Regions from separate parts of the Zea mays genome. Here regions 2 and 3 are each linked to region 1. A link is a contact called in public Hi-C data. All regions are on one chromosome and are shown on one strand. The core of a region is the stretch at or near the end of the contact, and the rest is flanking DNA. Distances in the headings are between cores, read along the strand shown.

The links. A called contact is a pair of places that touch in the nucleus more often than the background predicts.
Region 2: a contact with region 1 is called in a Hi-C map of leaf, with 7 times the contacts expected there. The contact joins the promoter of LOC100277484 here to the promoter of LOC100193423 in region 1. A contact is called at or near these places in 5 of 25 Hi-C or Micro-C datasets (ear, leaf, leaf mesophyll and 1 more).
Region 3: a contact with region 1 is called in a Hi-C map of leaf, with 5 times the contacts expected there. The contact joins the promoter of LOC103626634 here to the promoter of LOC100193423 in region 1. A contact is called at or near these places in 6 of 25 Hi-C or Micro-C datasets (bundle sheath, ear, leaf and 1 more).

What each region holds. Positions count from the first base shown.
Region 1 is chr5:82,771,308-82,774,843 of Zm-B73-REFERENCE-NAM-5.0, forward strand. It overlaps LOC100193423 (VIN3-like protein 2), which reads right to left and starts at 2,131. Exons shown (of 4, transcript NM_001310443.1): 1 at 1,926-2,131. The coding sequence starts at 1,944.
Region 2 is chr5:82,943,641-82,947,062 of Zm-B73-REFERENCE-NAM-5.0, forward strand. It overlaps LOC100277484 (Ternary complex factor MIP1-like), which reads left to right and starts at 1,404. Exons shown (of 12, transcript NM_001313681.1): 1 at 1,404-1,833; 2 at 1,941-2,091; 3 at 2,517-2,600; 4 at 2,694-2,810; 5 at 2,930-3,127; 6 at 3,209-3,412. The coding sequence starts at 1,766.
Region 3 is chr5:83,021,703-83,025,293 of Zm-B73-REFERENCE-NAM-5.0, forward strand. LOC103626634 (tyrosine-sulfated glycopeptide receptor 1) reads right to left here and starts at 2,330. Exons shown (of 1, transcript XM_008647037.3): 1 at 1-2,330. The coding sequence starts at 1,765. LOC109939935 (a long non-coding RNA gene) reads left to right here. Exons shown (of 2, transcript XR_002262314.3): 2 at 2,314-2,707.

The sequences.
Region 1 (3,536 bases), core at 881-3,380:
AAAAGTAAGTGAGCACTCGGTGCAAAATGCAATAACTAGTTACAAATTCCTAGTATATATAGGCCTTATGTAACTGACCATTTATAATAGACTTGCATGGCACTTCTACATAACTCAAATTCTGGCACCACATACGAGACAAGTTTTATGGGGCTATGAATGTGTTCCACATGCATTATTAGCTGGTATTGGACCAACTCCAGCAGTTCATCGTCCGCATCCGTAAAATACGCCCGTCCGTGGGTGGAAACAGTTGGTTTGTCCTCCTCCCCTTGTCAGCAGCATCCTGATAACGGCCCGTGTCGCTCTCCCCTTCGAGCGACGGTTGCTTTGCGCGCCACCAGGTGGAGCTCCGTGGCCAAGCGTCGGTGCCCGTCCGAGGAGCCCTCACCACCGCCACTGACGCATGCGCAACAAGGGAAAGGACTCGGACCCGTCCTCCTCCGACCACCCTTCTTCCCCTACCCCCAATTACGACGCCAACCAGGGGCGGACTCACCACCCAGGCACCGCAGGCGGTGGCCTGGGCTGGCTCGCCGGCTGCAATGGAGGGCAAGGCGCGAGCATAGTGCACGGAAGCAAGCAGCACGTGGCACGAGCACAGGCGTGGGGATCACACCGTATTCTCGCCTAGGCTGTCATCAGTTCCTGGGTCCGCCACTGACGCCAACATTCCCTTCCCCCAGTCCTTAACTTCTGCCAACACCGCCATCCATGGCGGCATTCGCAGGCTCGGCGCCGGCCTCGACGACCTCCTTCCCTCCTCATCCATCACCTCCGGTAACCTCAAAAGGATCCTCGCCGGCCTGCAGGCGCACGTCATCGAGGGGCCTCGCAGAGGCACGCTACAGTCACGGGGGATCGAATGAAGGTGGTGGTTGAACTGCAGGGAGTAGAGAGACAACGCCAACATACGGAGCGGATGAATCTGCTTGCATTTTCCATGCCTGGATACGATGTCTGTTGGACACATAAACAGTGCTATTGGACGCGGAAAAAAACGGATAGATAGCAATTAACGGAGCCCGGTGAAGTTGGTCTTAGGAGCCTCCTACTTGTAGCGTCTACCTATAGACAGCAACAATGGCGGCAACAATGCTAAGAATCGTAAACCCTCTGTAAATCTGTATAACAAACGAAATCAACACACAACACCCTCCACCAACCTAAAGCGGCCACACAACCAAGAACAAAGCGGTGCATCCGAATAAATATCCCACACGGCCCGGTCAACGCGATGGGAATCACACAATGGGCATCCAAGTCCACGAACCGCAGCAGCAGCAGCAGCCGCCGCCCCCAGCAGCTGAGGCTGACCCAGGCCTTTCTTCCGTCCCAAAAAGAGATACTTCGCTACCACCACCGGGTGCCACCAAACGGGGCGGCAGATGCGGACACGTACATCCCCGGACAGCGACGTAAAGGCGCCGAATCCCCCCGGCCGCAATGCGAGTACCGAGTAGCCACCGCCGCATGCACGCGAATCTAACGTTGCCGGCGGCGGCGGCATCCCCGCCCCCGCGCGCGCGCCGCGCCCGAGCCCGTCCTCTCCACGCGTCGGCGACCGGACTATCCCGACCAGCAATCCGAAGCGCGGGAACCGCCAGGCGCCGCGCATGCACGATAAATCTGGGATTCGGCGGCGGCCTCGTGCGCCGCGCGGGGCACGAAGGATGGCCCGCCGCCGCTGCGACCAGCGCGCGCGCGAGAGAGAGAGAGAGAGAGGAGAGAGACATGGAACCTCGACGGCGGGACTCGAACGGAGAATCCCGCTCCGCAGCGGCCAATCGGCCGTGGCCGCACGCGGAGACCCGTGGGGCGAACCACCGGTCGCGCGGATCGAGCCGCGCGCGCGGCGACCGCGGCGCGGAGAAGTACGGGGATAGGGAAACCGTGGAAGGAGGGAAGGGAGGAGGGGTGCTGACCTCCGCGTGGGGGATCCATGGCCGAATTGCCCGCCCGCCGGAGAGGCCGAGGGGAGGAGGAAGGGTCGGGGTGGGTGGGGGGAGATCTCTCTCCTCTCCCTCGTTCTTCTCCCTCTCCTCTCCTCTCCGCTCGCGTGGACTCCTCTCTCCTGTCCTCCCGCTGGGCAGAGCAGAGCAGGGGGCGCTGGCTGGCTGGCTGCTGCACGCGACCACGCGGGGTTAACGCCCGGCCTTGGGACTCGGCACGCGGATCGACGACGCGATGGTGCCGCTTTTGCGGTGGACACCCCCGAGTTCCCACGTATTCCTGAGCTGTCCCGCTACTCGTTCGTTGAACGGGCGGCGGCCGCCGGCCGGTGGGCCGCTAGTTTCGATGGGACGGTTATTAGCTAGGGTCAAATTAGTTTGGCAGGAGACCGCGGTTTTTTAGCCGATAATCTCATTAGCCTCGATGACTTTGAAACGAGAGGGGTTGTTGGGCAACTCTTCGAACCGGCGAGGCTAAAAGTAAAAGGTATGTATGAATTATGATGTCTCTATGCCGTATAGGTGATGTAACAACGACAACACGCAGCACATATTTGTGATAATGACGAGAATCAGTACGTACACATCCATGTGTGGCTGTGGCATGTGGGCATAGTGCATACCGTGCGGATGCAGTTAAGCTTAGGTCAAGTGATGTGAACCGTGCAGTTCTAAGTCTATCACTGACACTGACAGTAATAGCGGACCCAGAAATGATAAGCTGATTTTCTGGTGAACTATGGCAGGCAGCATAACTTGGTAGATGACTAAGATGAGGCTTATTTTTTTCCCCTCTCTTTTTCTTCTTTCTCTTCTCTTTTTATCTACTCTTCATCTCTTTCTCCAATAGAGTTTCATGGATGTGAGGGAGCTAGAGCCTAGGGATGGCATGGATATGATTTATCTGCACACCCGAGCATAAAAAAACTCATTCGGTATGGATTTGATACAAGTCTGTACCCACAAATACGAATACGAGTAGCACCTAATATCCACGCATATTTATAGAACGGATATAAAAATATTATACATACCCGAATATCCAATTACAGGTTAACTTGACATGTGGGTCGCTAGGGTTTCCACCCATCCCCATCCCCATCCGCACACTACATACCCAAGACCCAAGTCCCACCAACCCAACCCCATCACTCATCGATCCTTCCTAGTTCCCAATCGCCATAGTGCGAGCAGCCTTTGGCGGTGATAAATTCTATGTCGTTGTATGTCGGTGACAAATTCTATGCTTGTATCAGATTTGATTTGATGCACAAATTCTATGCCGCTTTACGTCTTTATCATATTTGAATTTGTTGGACAAATCAATTATCGTCATATTTGGATTTGCAGGATTTAAAACTGGTGTATGTGGCTAATGGGCAAACGTATATATCTTTGGATATCTGTTGTCCGCGGGTAGCGAATGTGGGTATGGTTTTTTATCTGTGGCGGATAACAGATACATATTCGGGTATCGAGTTAAGTCTCAGATATGGATGTCCAGAGTCATTATCTATGGATAGTTTATTTGTTGCCATCACTACTAGAGCCTCCAATCCCCCTTAAGATCCGCCCCTGACTGGT
Region 2 (3,422 bases), core at 154-2,653, 170 kb after region 1:
TTTTAGTTGAGCTTGTGCAAACCGGCTGAACCGGTTTTACCCAGTTCGTTTCTAGTTTTTATTGAAAAAATTTTCGCTCCTATTCACCCCCCTCTAGGCAACTTTCAGCGTCCCACACGGGGGTAGGATGTTGGACCGGGGTTTGACTGACGCGCGGGGGAGAGGTTTGACCTGGTGCACACATACATGGGATGTAGGTGGGCGCGCCATTGCGGTCCAACCAGGTCGCAGGAGTGATCGGCCAGGGCTTCCTCTACCATTTGGAAGCCCAGGACTTCCAATATACCTTCCTATATATATACCTTCATCCTTCATTTATATTTATATATATATATACACAAAGAATACCGGCTTAGTCGTTTTCCTCCTGGTCCGACCCCCTACTCAGTTGCCCCCTGGACCGAGATCTTCTCTATAGAATATCAGCTCTACCGGTTTCTGGACCGACTCAGCCGGTTTTCCTTCTGGTCCAGCTCATTGCTCAGCCAACCCCTGTACCAAGATCTTCTCAGCAGAATATCGGCTCAGCTAGTTTCTCTTCTGGTCCACACTGGCGCATATATATATTTATATATATGACTTATTGGGTGTTTGAATATATTAGAGCTAATAGTTAGTTAGCTAAAAATACTAGTAGAATTAACTAGCTAACAAATAGCTATCCAACTATTAGTTAATATCTAAACTATTAGCTAGACTATTTGGATGTCTTCAGCTAATTTTAGTAGCTAAATGCTAGCTCTAATACATTCAACTGCTAAATTTAGCCAAAACATTCAAACAATCTAGCTAATAGTTTATCTGTTAGCTATTTTTAGCTATAGACACTCAAACACACCAGCTAAAAATTAGCTAGTAGCTGGTTCAACCCAGCTAACAATTAGCTACACTCTCAATTATCCATATTAGTTATTAGCTGGTTCAACCCAACTAAAAATAGCTAATAGTTAGCTGAGGACATATCCTGTGCAATCACTCATTTGGTGCAAGCGTGCAACCAAACCATCCAGAGCATTCAATCTAGATCCAACGATTTCATATGAAAGGGGTTAAAAGTAAAATAGGTACTATGTTTCAGGTGGAAGGGGTTAAATGTAAAATAACAGTCATCATTAGATCTAGATTAGATGCACCAAATCGTTTGATTGCACGTTTGCACCAATATAAATGATTGCATAAGATATTTCCCCTAGTTAGCTAATTATTTGTTAGTCAGCTAATTATACTACTAATTTTTAGCTAGCTAACTATTATTATGTGTAGTGCATTCAAATATGACCTAACTTGATAATGGTTGCATAATGATTCTTGCCGGATAATAACGATATTTATTTAGCCGAGATCCTCCTACGTGGTAACCAACCACTTGCTTGCAGTCGCATTCTTGTTTGTTTACTGTTCTTGTCAAGAGCAGCCGTCAGCCCCGTCACCAGCAAGACTCGCCCCCCACTACTCTTCCTCCTCCAACCTCCCCTCCTGTCTCTCCCTCCCTCCCTGGCAGCGACTACTCCCCAACCCGCACGCACGCCGTGAGCATAAAGCCGTCGCGCGCCCACACGCCCGTTTTCATTTCCATCGGTTCCCTTTCCAAACTCAACGGCCGCGGCAGGGAGCAGGCACAGTCACCTCCCTGACCCGTTGAGCCGTCAATTTTATCCCGCCCCGCGATTTCCTACAGCTGCCGATCGAGGAGGAGGCGCATTGCCCGCATTCTTCTCCGCTTCCACCGAGAGGGCCTCGCCTGATCGGCGCCGCCTTGGCCCCCATGACGTGTGTGCGCGCCGAGGACGCCGTCTCGCCCGCCGCCGCCGACGACGTGGCGGCTGCCCTGGTGTGAGTGGGATTCCCGGCCCCTTCGTCTGATGCGTTTTCTTTGTCTCGTTACTCTCGCTGAATCTTTCACGGACTGTGCGAATGCCATGTTTCTGCTTGGGTTCCAGTTCCAGGGGCGGCTTGATCCAGAAGGTGGCTGCCGGCGGCGGGCGGAGACCGGCAGGCTCGGCGCGCTCGCTGCAGCGCTCAGCACATCTGGCCACCGGGGACGGCAACGCTCCGGCGCCGGCGGTGGAGGCCAGTTGCTCCTGGTCCGGGGTAAGCTCTCGGTTGACTTTCATTCGTCCAATTAGCGCAGCGTTCACCCTGCACAAAATCCACAATTTTTTCTGTCTGGATTCGGTACAACATTGTTCAGAGAAAGTTAAAAAATTATTTTTTTCGGTGGACAAAAGCGAGATTTTAACGGCAAGCGTAGCAAAGTTGGTGTCCTTTCGCTGGTGCTGTGCCGTGGTGCGGAGGGCACTGTCGGCCTCAGCTACACCGCGTGCTCCCCTGCGCTGCGCACTTCATGTGGGGGACCTGGATGAACTGTCCCTAACCTCCCTGGTCCCTACTTCCCATTGAGTACCACAGTCTGTTTAGTCAACCAACAATCTTGTTGCTTATTGGTTCTTCGATTTGGTTTCTTTCCAGCGAATTAATGTCGCAGCAATTGTTTTTTTTTGTTTACTCGTTTGTAGGATGGGATAGGTAAGAGCAACGGTGGTGGGAAGAGAGATGATAGACACAGGATGCGGCAGTACAGGTCGCAGCTCGAACAGGAGGTGGATGATCCTCTTAAGCCCTGTGATTTGTTTCTCGCTATGCTGTAATTGTGTCACCTGATGCGATTCAATAACCCTGTCAAAATCGTGCAGGTCAAGAAATTGCAGAGGCAGCTTGAAGAAGAGGTTGATCTGCACGTGGCGTTGGCGGATGCTGTTACACAAAATGTTGCGCCTATACTGAAGTCTTCTATGAAGCTTCCACACAAGGTGTGGGCTTGATAACTCTGATGATTAAATTTCACATGTTTCTTTGTGCTTATTCGATATCATGTTCTAGACGGCTAAGGCATCCAGTGACCACGCTCTTTCAACCTTTCGTTCTGCAGGCACAGGAGCTACTGATTAACATCGCCTCCTTGGAGATTACCGTTTCAAACCTTGAAAAGAAGCTAAATGATCTGTACTACCAGCTTTGTCACGAAAGGAACGAAAGGTTACTTGCTGAAAATAATCAGGGATGCTTGCCATCTACATCCTCCGATGAGCACCAGTCATTGTCAACTTGCACGTGTACGTGGGAAGAGGTAAGTACCCTCTGAGCAAACATTTCAGCAACTTCTTTCTGATTTGGGATTCACTGACAGTTTCTTGATTACCAATCTTAGCACATATCATCGTTGAGAGATTTGAAGTTTGGGGGATCTGAATCAATGAGATCAATGAGACAGGACTTATTCCCCGAGCTTGAAGATGACCAGGATATGGGAGAAGATCCTGAGGGTCAACAGATAGTTTCTTTAAACAGGCTGCTAGAAAAGCACCGAGATTCTTCTTTGAATAGACTTCTTGAAAAGCATCGAGATGAAGAGGTCCCTTTCA
Region 3 (3,591 bases), core at 1,080-3,579, 250 kb after region 1:
CGAGCGACTTCAACTGACCAATTTCTTGGGGAATCGCACCAGTTAAGTTATTGTAACCAAGTTTCAGCAGTTTTGGAAGAGCACTGGTTATCCGGTACTGGAGCGATGGGTTTTTATAAACAGGTAGCTCAAATACCCTTGGATCCAAATGGGTTGCAGTCTTTTCTGTCGTTAGCATTGGCATCTCCATTAAGGCTGTTGGTATTTCCCCTGTAAGCTTGTTACTTGATATGTCTAGATGGAATAGTGACTCTAAGCTTTTGATCCAGGCAGGTATTGTCCCACTGAGTTGATTCGTGTGCAAAAGCAGCACCTGCAAATTTTTGAGCTTCGATAACCAAAGAGGTATTTTCCCAGACAACGAGCAGTTAGACATGGAAAGAACCTGAAGATTCTGAAACCCGTCAATTGTCTCATCTTCTGGCATGTCCTCACCCTTGAAGTTGCTTCCAATAAGTAGGGAGGTGAGATTCCTACAGTTCTTGAGTATCTGAAGCGTATTTGTGATATTTGTAAAACTGTTGGAAACTAGTGACAGGAAAACAAGATGCTTCAAATTGGCTATTGCTGGGGAAAGCTGTCCATGCAAGTTGTTGTTAGAGAGCCGCAACGCATTCAGCTTGCTGCACGAGTAGATGCTTTCAGGAACCGTGCCGGAGAAGCTGTTGTACAGAAGATCCAATGTTTTCAGATTGGGCAGGCTGAAGAAGTCGACCTTCTGAAGCTCTCCGCCGAAGTTGTTGACCTTGAGGTCAATCGTTATGAGATTTGTGCAGTTGCTTAGAGTTGATGGCAGCTCCCCAGACATGTCGTTGTTGTTCAGATGCAGTTCCTCTAACCTCTCGAGCTGGCCTATGGAATCTGGGATGTTTCCGCTTAGCCTGTTGCCTCCAAGATCAAGGTGGGCCAGATTTCTGAGCTTCATGATGTGTTCGCTATCAAGCATTCCGTGCAAACCATTGCCGGGAAAAGAGAGGTACTCTAGTGACGTAGCATTGAAGAGTTCATCGGGGAGTGACCCACTGAGGGCATTGTGGCCAGCCTTGAGCACTCTGAGCATGGAGCAGTTACCAAGCCCAGGAGGAACGAGGCCACTGAGTTGGTTATAGCAGACTTCAATCACAGCCAAGGCCGGTGAGCTACTGCAGATATGGCTTGGTATCTGTCCGGTAAAGCTGTTGTTGCTGGCATTGAGTGCAACCAGACTGGTCATCGCCTCCCATGTGGTCGATGGAAACGGTCCTGTAAACAAGTTAGTCGAGATGTTGAGTACTTGCAGAGGACGGGGAGGGGTTGACGAAGGTAGCTCGCGCAGGCCTCCGTTGAGACGGTTGAAGCTGACATCGAGGACAAGGATGCTGTTTGACGACGTCAGCTCCGCCGGCAGGCCACCGGACAGCAGGTTGTGGGACAGGTTGAGGCGCAGCAGCGCGGTGAGCTCACCCAGGGACGCCGAGATTTGCCCCTCAAGGCCCCTTGAAGCAAGGGAGACATCGGTGACTGCCCCGTCTGCGCCGCAACCGACCCCTTCCCACGCGCAGCAGCCCGTGCCATTCCGCCACGACGAGGCGAGACCGCCGTCCCGCGAGAGTCCAGCGAGGAACTGGAGGAGGGCGCTCCTCTCCTGCTCCGAGCACGAGCTCGTAGGCGGGAGGAAGGCGGATAGCAAGAGCGCGAGCGCGAGGCCTAGGAGAGGTTTGAGAAACCCATCGTTGTTGTGCTTGTCGTTGTCATGTGAGGGATGCACCCGTTGCTGCTGCTGCATGGCTTCCTGATGAATGAAACTAGCATCAAAGCAGATGCTTGGATCTGATGCTGACTGGACGACGATGCCCAATGAAACTAGCAGAAGAGCGCGTGGAGGAAGAAGAGACAACAGGCAGCCCCCAGTTTATCTGTTGCTTGCAGTTGCAGCCGTACGTAGGAAATGGAAATGAAAATTGGGTCAACTTACTGCATGGCTGCTGTGGGCACACATCCACACCCTTTTCTTTTCCCGGCGCATTTGCCACAGCTGGTTAGCAGCTTCTCGGCTGATTCACACGGCCAGATTCAGAGCTCCACGTTTTTGGATGAGCCAACCTGGTATGATAGTTTTATGTAAAAAGTCCAAACCTTCTGCGCGAACCCAAAAGGAAAAAAAAGGGGGCTGCTTTCGTCTCCACCCACCCATTGGTTACTGTGACTACTGAGTCGTTGCAGGATATGCATAATTTCAGATGGCGATTCGATCTCATACTTTAATCATGATTTAATTTAATATACACTAGTGTTATTGTTTCCATGCATTATCTCAGTCTCTACTAATTGCAGGCTTGCAGCTACTCTGTTGTGGCCGATTTGGGTCCCCAAGCAGCAATGCAGCAGCACGATAGACTTGTCTACTTGTCGTTCCATCTTCATCAGCTGTTCTGTTGACCAAGATGTGGCGCTCACGTCTGCACGAACCGGATCCAATTCTTTTGCCCTCGGTCTCCCTCCTGCTTTAGTTGACCTCAGATGTCGGCTGCCACTTTGCAGTGTACTGTAACCTGTATATCTACCTATTGTATTTCAAAAAGGAATACCGCAGATCGAAGCCATGTATTTCAAAAGTTTCTTTTGTGGCATGTATTTCAAAAGTTTATAACTTGCATATGTGAACTCCAGATTGCATATGTTAATAATTTCAGTTGTTACCGGACATGTATTTCAAAAGTTTATCTTTGCCATGCTTGCTTGAACCAAGAATACATGTATGTATGTATATATGCATGCGTATGTGAACTCCAGATTGCAGCACGAAGAAAGCGTCTGGTGTGGGGGTCCGCACCACTCGCCGACACGCGTATCGCGTACGGCCAGGCCTGCTACGTATGAAATAGTTCGTAAAAAAACATTTCCAGGTTCTGGTTCAGATTCCGCAGGAAGACGCTCATGAGCAGCTCTACACAAGGGAGGAAACAGAAGAAAAATGGAAAAAAAAGAGGAGAATATTAAAAAAAACAGTTTCAGTAGCACGGCTGTTAGGTCCTTAACCTAACACAGACTATTACTGAACACAACTAGCAAACGTGATAGTTTCAAAAAGAATGAGCAAAGCCTGCATGCTTGGTTATTAACATGCATGAAACGAACCAAGGATGGATGAGATGAAATGAAACGCGTGCATGCAGACACAAACTTGCCTGCGTGAACAAGAACAGCAGACTTGGTTAAACTCTAGAACAATTCCATGAAACACGTCGATGACCAAGTCACCTTCACCAATATGGATGCAAACTCAAGCTTTACCTGTTGGCAGGTCCATCCATGACTGGTCGTTTTGAAGCTACACCAATGTTCCGGATTGTCATCACTGCTATAAGAATGCCCTGAGTCGTCAACCTTCAACTTCACATCCATCCAAGTATCATGTACTGCAGCAACAACACATCTCCTCAAGGCACGCGGCTCACTAATGGTGCCCTTAAAGATCTGGATTTCTTCACATAACCCACTGGTAAAACAGCCCGCACGCAAACTGAAGCTGCCCTCTACTTCAGATACGTGAAGTTGTATCGTCGCCTCAACTGCAAAGTCAAGGCGTGATACCGTTATGTCAACCGCTCC